Linked DNA regions of Zea mays: all the other regions are linked to region 1. The links are chromatin contacts, called in public Hi-C maps. All regions are on one chromosome and are shown on one strand. Each heading gives the region's core, a stretch centred on a gene start, on an enhancer-like site or on the middle of the called end of the contact. The rest is flanking DNA. Distances are from core to core; before and after follow the strand shown. Region 1 holds the start of LOC100193384. Region 2 holds the start of LOC100217288. Region 3 holds the start of LOC100193888.

What was found. A called contact is a pair of places that touch in the nucleus more often than the background predicts.
Region 2: a Hi-C map of tassel shows a contact between it and region 1, with 2.6 times the contacts expected there. The contact joins the promoter of LOC100217288 here to the promoter of LOC100193384 in region 1. A contact is called at or near these places in 2 of 25 Hi-C or Micro-C datasets (endosperm and tassel).
Region 3: a Hi-C map of endosperm shows a contact between it and region 1, with 4 times the contacts expected there. The contact joins the promoter of LOC100193888 here to the promoter of LOC100193384 in region 1. A contact is called at or near these places in 7 of 25 Hi-C or Micro-C datasets (ear, endosperm, leaf and 2 more).

Annotation. Positions count from the first base shown.
Region 1 is chr9:147,990,279-147,993,045 of Zm-B73-REFERENCE-NAM-5.0, reverse strand. LOC100193384 reads left to right here and starts at 1,350. Exons shown (of 1, transcript NM_001138513.2): 1 at 1,350-2,767. The coding sequence starts at 1,677.
Region 2 is chr9:148,195,600-148,198,366 of Zm-B73-REFERENCE-NAM-5.0, reverse strand. It overlaps LOC100217288, which reads right to left and starts at 1,357. Exons shown (of 12, transcript NM_001348793.1): 1 at 1,007-1,357. The coding sequence starts at 1,132.
Region 3 is chr9:148,118,544-148,121,310 of Zm-B73-REFERENCE-NAM-5.0, reverse strand. It overlaps LOC100193888, which reads right to left and starts at 1,413. Exons shown (of 28, transcript NM_001358897.1): 1 at 1,315-1,413; 2 at 831-1,019; 3 at 542-682; 4 at 280-459; 5 at 81-194. The coding sequence starts at 621.

The DNA.
Region 1 (2,767 bases), core at 101-2,600:
GCCACCCGTCATAAATAATATGGCACGACCCACACGTGGCTTAACCTCGGGTAAAACACTTGTTTTACCACCGCACGGTGGTTCCACCTGAGGAAGCCACCGCTGGTTGACCCTTTACTTGGCCAATAAAAGAAAGAGGTTGTCTCCCAAATGAATGGACGGACACAAGGGATGTACACACAAGCAATAGACGGACCCCGTACGAGAAGACGACGGAACGACGACCAGGAGGAGGACGCACCGACGAGGACCGAGAGACCGGAACCCCGCCGCCAACCTAAGACTTAGTTAGGACTCCACTTTGTAATCCTTAGCTCCACCTCCACTGCAATAAGAGACTTAGGAGCCTCTCCTCCCTCTGTCGTCCGCTTGTAACCCTTACTACGAGTTTTGATCATCAATGGTGCCGGTAGCGCAAGCTGTCGATGACTGGAAATAGGGATGTTCTGCCCGAACCAGTATAAAATCCTTTGCTCATCACGCACACTGTCCGGAGACCGAAACGTGTATAATAAATTTACTTATCAGAGTGATGTTCGAAACATCGATAACTGCCCTCACGGGTGATTGCATCTCTATTGACTCATCACCATGCCCTCCGTCTAGGACCACACAATGCAAAATGTCGTGGAGGTAGGAGCTTCTAAATCGCAACAGAACTTATGAAGCGTACACAAAAATAAACTAGTATAAAAATTTTTAAAAATTAAAGTAGATATATGATTCACATGTCAGATATTAAATCGTAGATACTACATTTTTCTTGGCAAAAAGATCAACAAATGTATGAGTTGAAAAAAAGACTTGCCTCTTTTTATAGTTAGCTCGATCGCTCATTCTTCTATACCTAGCGATGTGAAACTTTTCAGAGCGTTGCGTTGATGTCACTTCATGTCATGTTGGGCCCGTGTTTTTTCTCGCTACCCAAGTTAACGACCCAATTAGATTAAAAAGTGCTATAAGTTTGATTTCACTCAAATTCTAAGAATCAATATCCACAACGTTTGGATCTTTGGATTTTAGTATTGGATAATGTGCCAACTCTCCAATATCTCCAATTATCAAGAATGAAATAGATTCCGGATTTTGCTTTGGATAAAGTGTCACCTCTGTATTATAATATGTCCAAAATCTATTGAAACCAAATAGGACCTGAGTAGAGAGAAATCATGCCGACTGTAACAAAATTCTCCGTCATTGCGTGAAGACAGCATCACGTGTTCGTGTTCGGCTGCAAAAGGCCAGGGGGCCCGGGTGTCATACTCACCAACCCGCTGATCCACGGCATCGTTCATCCGCCACATCCGCACAGCGGCACAGGCGAAATCCTTAAGCTCACCCAGGAACGAACTCCCCGTCTTCCTCCCCACACACATCCGCTCCGCTCCGCCCACCAAAGCAAAAGCAACCCAGCCCGAGCCTCCCCCAATTTCCCTTCTCTTCCCCGGCGACGTCCCCACTCCCCACGCCAACCGCCCTGGCCCAGATCGACGCTGCTCCTCCAGTGCCCCACGCCACCTCCCCCGCTCCCGCGTACCGTCGCCTGCGCTGAACCCTCTTCATTCCGTGCCGCGGGGTATCCGCCCCACTGTACCAGTGTACCTCTAGTGTTTAATGCTGGTGGTGTGGCGCACGCGCGCGCAAGAGGGTGTGTGTAAATAGTCTAGGGGCAGAGCATGAGGGCGGGTTCGAAGAGGCGGGCCACCGGGGCTCAAAACCCTAGCCTCGAGTCCGACGAGGAGGAGGCGCGGCAGGTCAAGGGGGAGCTTGCTGACGACCTCAACGGATACCCTGCGGAGGAGGATGAGGACGAGGTGGTCGTGGAGGACGATGAGGTGGCCATCCCCTCCGACGACGACGAGGACGGTGGCGGCGGGGACACCGTCTTCGTCCCCAACACGCTGGAGGAGGCCCTCGTGCCGCGGGTTGGCATGGTGTTCGACTCCGTGGACGAGGCCTTCGCGCTATACAAGGCCTACGCCTACCGCACGGGGTTCCATGCCGTGCGCCGCACTTGCCACAACTACGAAGGACTCCGCTACCGCTCCACCTTCACCTGCACTTACGGCGGCAAATCTGGGACTAGCGCTGGCTCCTCTGTTGTCTCAGGTACCCGCTACCCACTCCGCAGCAAGCGGGAGTTGACTGCCAAGGAGAAGAAGTCTCACCGTGGCACCACCGAGAAGACGGGATGTAGGGCAATGCTGATCATTCGGGATAAGCGTGTGGATGGAAGGTGGAAGGTAGAGTCTGTCGACTTGGAGCATAATCATCCTTGTACTCCAGATATGGTGAGGTTCTTAAAGGCGTACAGAGAGATGCCTGAGCCAACAAAGAAGAAGGCCAAGATTACGGATGAGATGGATGAGATGGTGGAGAAATCGCTGAGCGAGATTGCTGAGACAAGGAAGTTTCCGACACGACCCAAGAGGGGTGCTAACGTTGGGTCTGCTGTTGGTAGCCAGAGGTTGAGTAGGCTCGAGAGTTTTATGCAGCGTTTCGGGGAGGATGACCTCAACTCACTTAAGAAGTTCATTGACAAGATGCAACACAGAAAACCAAACTTCATCCACAGCTGGGATCTTGATCCGGAAAGTCATGTGAAGAATTTCTTCTGGACTGATTCTAGGGCCCAGGCGCAATACCGCTACTTTGGTGACGTCATTACATTTGATGTTATGTATTTACAGCATTCACGTGCCAGCCGCCCATTAGCCACACTCCTTGGGGTGAACAACCATGGCCACCTTGTGCTTCTTGGCTGTGG
Region 2 (2,767 bases), core at 108-2,607, 210 kb before region 1:
AAACATTATAATATACTGCTTTATAGTTACATGATCCTATACTCTAATGGCGATGAGACCGGTAACGTTCTTAGCTAGCTTCGCCCTTGTCGGGAGATGAATCCAAACAAATGGCATGTACTTGGTTGGGAAGATGGTGAGAATGCAAGCAATCTCGCTGAGAAGCTACGGAAAACAGGGGGCAATTCCAGCCCAGACTCTTAGTATCCCGGAAAATTAAATAATGCTGATCGCATAGAGTCATTAATTTGGCCGAAGCACACAGCCTGCACTTAGCTCAGATGTACAAAAAAAATTATCGCTTGAGCATCTCCAACAATGCCTCAAACTGGTGCCTCAAATTGAAATATGAGGCTCTACGCAGGAAAAACTACTCCGGCAGTGCCTCATTTTATAAAATTTGGTCAAAAAAATTATAGTGCACCCTCTCGAGTGCCTCAAATATACTACACCGTAGTGGACTGCCCTATAATCTAGATTTGAGGCTTTACTGTTGGAGCGGAATGTTTTGTTGGTACTCTAAATTCTATAAAATATACTTACTTTAAAATTTAGGGTATTTTTATAGGTCACGTTGTTGGAGATGCTCAAAGCATCTCCAACAATGCCTTAAATTGGTGTCTCAAATTGAAATGTGGGGCTCTACACAGGAAAAACTACTCTAACAGTGTCTCATTTTATAAAATTTAGTCAATAAATTATAAGACACCCTCTCAAGTGCCTCGGGTATACTACACCGTAATGAGTTGCCTTGTAATCTAGATTGAAGGTTTTACTATTGGAACAGAAAGTTTTATTGAAGCCCTAAATTCTATAAAATATACTCAATTTTAAATTAATTGACATTTTTATAGGTCGCTGGAGATGCTTAGCCAACCAAATTCACCGCCACTGCTACAATTCCAAGGACAACCCTAGGGCGACGGCACGGAAATCAACCCTCCCAATTCATGAAAAATAGCGCCGGAATCAAAAAGTAACCTAGGCAAGGGGGGCGAGGCCTGACCTGCATGATCTCGCGGAGGCGGTATTCGACGTCAGGGGCGAGCGCGACGGCGACATCGGCACCGAGGCTGGGGATGCCGACGCTCTGAGCGATGACCTCGATCGTCTCCTTGGGCACGATGCTCATTGCGCTCCTCTCGGCCCCTAATTCCCTTAACCCTAGTTTAGCTATCTCCCTCTCGATTCTTCTCCCCAAACAAAGGGTATGTTTGGGACTTCTCTAAACCACCACTTGGAATCTATGGCCTCCACCACAGCAATTTTTTATTAGAAACAAAGTGAGTACAAGCGTGGCGTTTGGGAGACCGCTTACAGGAGACGCTCCGCATCCACTACTCTTCTCCCGGATGTGTGTGTGTGGGTGGGGGGGGGGGGGGGGGGGGGGGGGGGGGGGGGGCGGAGGCGCGGGAGGCCGCAAGGAGGAGGAGGAGACGCTCGCGCACTGGCGACGACGAGGATACCGCGCTGGCGTCGGAAAGGAAGAAGAGCTCGCGCGGGCGCCGGAGACGAGCAAGCTGCAAGCGCGACAAGGCAAAGGTATACATGTCCAAACCGGTCGGGCCTAACGGGCAGCCCCAAGCACGGCGCGGGTTAGGCCCGACCCGTACACGGCACGGTATACGACGGGCTCGGGCCGGCCTGGCACGACACCCAGGCCGTGCTTGGGCCTGAGTCGGGGCACGTCGTGCTGAGCCCGAGCACGGCCCGTTTAAGCATTCGGCCCATTCTAGACCCGGCCTCACATCAAAATATCTATCCCCGTCTCCGACTCCCCGTTACCCACTGCCGCACATTCCAGTCTTCCACATTTCCGTCTCCTCTCTCGGTCGGCCCTCGCCTTCTCCGTCACACTCGCGGACTCGCCCTCTCTGGATCTCCTTTGTGGACGCTCCGGTGGCTCCGTGGATCCGTGCTTTGTGCTCGTCGGCCGTCGACCGTCGTGTTCCTCTTGCTCCGGTGAGCCGACATAGCCCCTGTCTGTAAGTTCGACTACTTCTCGGCTTCTCCTAACCCTAAACCTAAACTGGTGAGTGTTGGTCGTCGGTGACTTTTCGGTGCTCTTGCGATTTGTTCTTAGATCTCTTGTTTCCTCTCGCCCTCTCCGTCTCGCTTCTTCGCTTAGGGTTTGTGCCTCCCCGAATCTGTGCGACTGTGCGTGCCTCTCCGGCTCTCCGTCTCGCTTCTTTGTTCTGATCTGCTCTGCCTACACTCATCCAATCCTCCTTGACCTCAAACAACATCAGCTCTGCCCCTCTGGTTGCCCCTCGTCGACGACTCCGGTGCTCCGGCCACTCAGGTGAAGTTCTATTTTCCTAGATCTACTACCATTGTGCTCTTGATTTTGATATTTTGTATTTTATTTCTACGATTTGAAGGTCGTTGAGGAACCGGTGACGTCGTTGAGGAGACGATCAAGTATCCCTCCATCTCCATGGATCTTGATCCGGACGCCGAGGCGACGGAGCGTGAGCTTGAGGATCACAACGAGCGTTTGGATGAGTTGGCCTTGTTTGGGATTGGCACTGCCACTGGCAGCAATGTTGATCCCGTAGATGTTGATGCGGTGCCTGTGACTGCCTCCTCGAGCCCCACTGCCACTGGTGGTAGCACTGCCCATGACAACTGGCCGAGGAAGAGGCTAGCGACATCTAGGGTTTGGGCTGACTTCGAGGAAGTAACTGGGATCGACGACAAAGGTAAGAAGGTAAGGATCTCTGCTATTTGCAAACACTGCAAATGTACCTTGTCTGCTAAATCTTCA
Region 3 (2,767 bases), core at 164-2,663, 130 kb before region 1:
AAACAGCTAAAAGCCACGATAATAATGACAACAGATCAATGCATACAAAAAAAAACAAGGCTGGTCAGTCCGCGCTTTACCTAAAGTTCTCCAAGGTCAGAAGCTGTGTGATCTCCTTAAACAACTCCTCATTAAAGGATGCAAATACCTTAAGGTCCTTGACCAAGATTTCAACAGCCTTTGACCGATCATGCCTGATAGGTAAGCAAAAAAAAACCTGGTCAGAAAGGCACACCACTCGAGCACCACAAACAACGCTGCACAACACCCTCCACTTACTTATCAAGAGCCTCGAGATACTTCTGTTTGCGGATCTCAAAGAATATCTTCATGGAGTAGCGGTTATCGTCGACCTTTGTGAATCCACCAAGGTAGCGCTCCACCTCATCCCAATTCCCATTGACGACCTCGTCCTCAAAGTACTTCATGTTGAAATAGAATCCGGACTCCTGCTCAAGCCTAAACAGCAACAAGAACGCGAACTGAGCGAGAAATGGACACTAAAGACAGGTCATTTTCATCTTTGGTTCAAATCACACACTTGTGGACGGTCTCTTTGAATTTCTCCTCATCGAGGAACTGCAGAATGAGGAAGACCAGCTCCCGGCTGAGCGACGACATCCTCCCTCCTCCGCCTCACCCACGTGGAGGCGGATGCTCCTAGGGTCACCCTATGGGGTCTCTGTACAGTACCAGGACGGAGTCAGTGTAGAGCTCCCCCGACTTCTCCCCCATGGATTAGAATTTGATTGCCCACGGCGAGCAAGAGATCTCCCACGATAAATAAATCTCAGGGGGGGAAACATCGAAGCAAAGTTAGGGTTCCTTACCGCAACCCTAGGTCCAGTCGGATCGCCGCCCCACTCCTATGCAGTGGAAACCGACGCCTCAGGGGCGAGGCAAAGGGCGGCCAGCGGAAGGGGAAGCTGGCGGCGGGGTCGCCGGCGACGAAGCGAACGAGGAGCAGAGAGAGAAGATGCGGTGCGATCGAGTCTTTGAGGTCTAGCGCAGGTCCAGGTCTGCCTGACATGGTGAGCCCGAAAGCCCAGAACGGTTATTAGTACTAATAGCTTTCCCAATAAATGTCTTCCGTCCATGGCAGAGTGAGAAAAAACAAAGCCATGGCAGCCTTCTGAGCAGAAACTTCAAAATAAAACATCGATATTGTCCGAAGCTTGGACTGGGAAAGAGCACGGAACTCCGCATAACCGCATAAATATTTTGCCCTAATTTTCACTCGGCTTCAGATCTGTGAAATAAAAACAGACAAAATCTACATGCATCTAAAAATAGACGGGGAATCATGGCTATCACCTAGGAAGCTCTCGATCGATCCGATCTCGCCCTGGGAACGACTGCCGGGCCGAGTTGTTTACTACGGAACCGCCTGGTAGAGGGAGATAATCACACCACCGAACCAGGTTGAGGAGTAGAAACTGTTAGGACACCGAGTTGAGCGATAATTTATACTGCTAGGATATGAGACAGTCTGATATGTGCGCTGACTTATCAATCTGCTTATCTAGTTATTGCCTGTGATAAGTCAAGTTGGAGAGAGTGGTAGGGCGCGCGGGGGCTATGGACATTGACGCGGCCACGCGGGGGAATGCCCGAATCCAGTGGTGGCTGTGGCCGTGGCTGAATTTCAGGCTCGCGATTGAGAGGCACTGTATCGGACTCGACCCATCCGCTTGCTGCGTATGCACGATAGTGTTTCTTAGTTAAGAAAAATTAATAATAGATTATGAATAAGTTTAAAAATAGTATTTTATGATTGTAATGATTATATGAGGAGAATTTAAGAGCGATGCACGAAAGAAAAAGTATGAGTGAAATCTAGGTGACGTAACTGTACATTGTATTTTAAGGGAAAAAAGAGGAGAACGTTGTGATCAATCTAATGAAGATAAAGATTTTTCTCAACCGGAGAAGAATGATTTGGTTTCAAAAGGATCCGAAAGGCAATTTTTTCAAAAGGATACGAGAGACATTTTCACACTTAACATCGGTGACTTTGGAAGCTATAGAATAATTATTCCGTCATAGCAATTAAAAAAAAGGCTCAATCCACGTTCGATCTCTATTGCGTCCAAACGGATCTAAACGATAAGATATGTTTATCTTCTTCTTCCTCGAGACGACTGGGGAGGGGTACGCAACTGATGAAGAACATTGTTGAGACAAAAGTGATCATCGTTGCCAGCTTAAGCTACAAGCAATTGATGAAGAACAGGGTTAAGTTTGTTAGAAGCAACCACATGTCAAAGATTTTCGCTTAACAACAACACTAGTGCACTAGCAAACAGCTACTGAGATGTGAGTTGTGACATTAATTGGGATTGTTGTTCTTCTACACCAATACAGTCTAATTGGCGAAGAAATAAGAACAATGATGACTAATAACAACGGCAAAAAGATTTGTTTACCTGGAGCAATGTATAAGTATCCATAAGAACCAGCAATGTGTGCACATGGTGTTTCCTTACTGTTAAAGCCGGATGGAAATGGGCCCAACGAGGCTATCCATGTCTTCACAATTACATGCATGCATTCGTTCATCCACCTACGGCTTCTATCGTACCAACACATCCCGTCTCTAGATACTTCTAGCTGACATTTGGTCTTCGTTTCGTCTACTTGCTTGGGAGGACCCTCGCTTCCTTCGCCTCTCTAGGTTTGCAGTCGACACTCTCCGTCCTCGTTCCTCTTCCTCTGTAATACTCAAAAATGTAATAAAGAGGATATAGATAATCTCAATGGTTTGTGT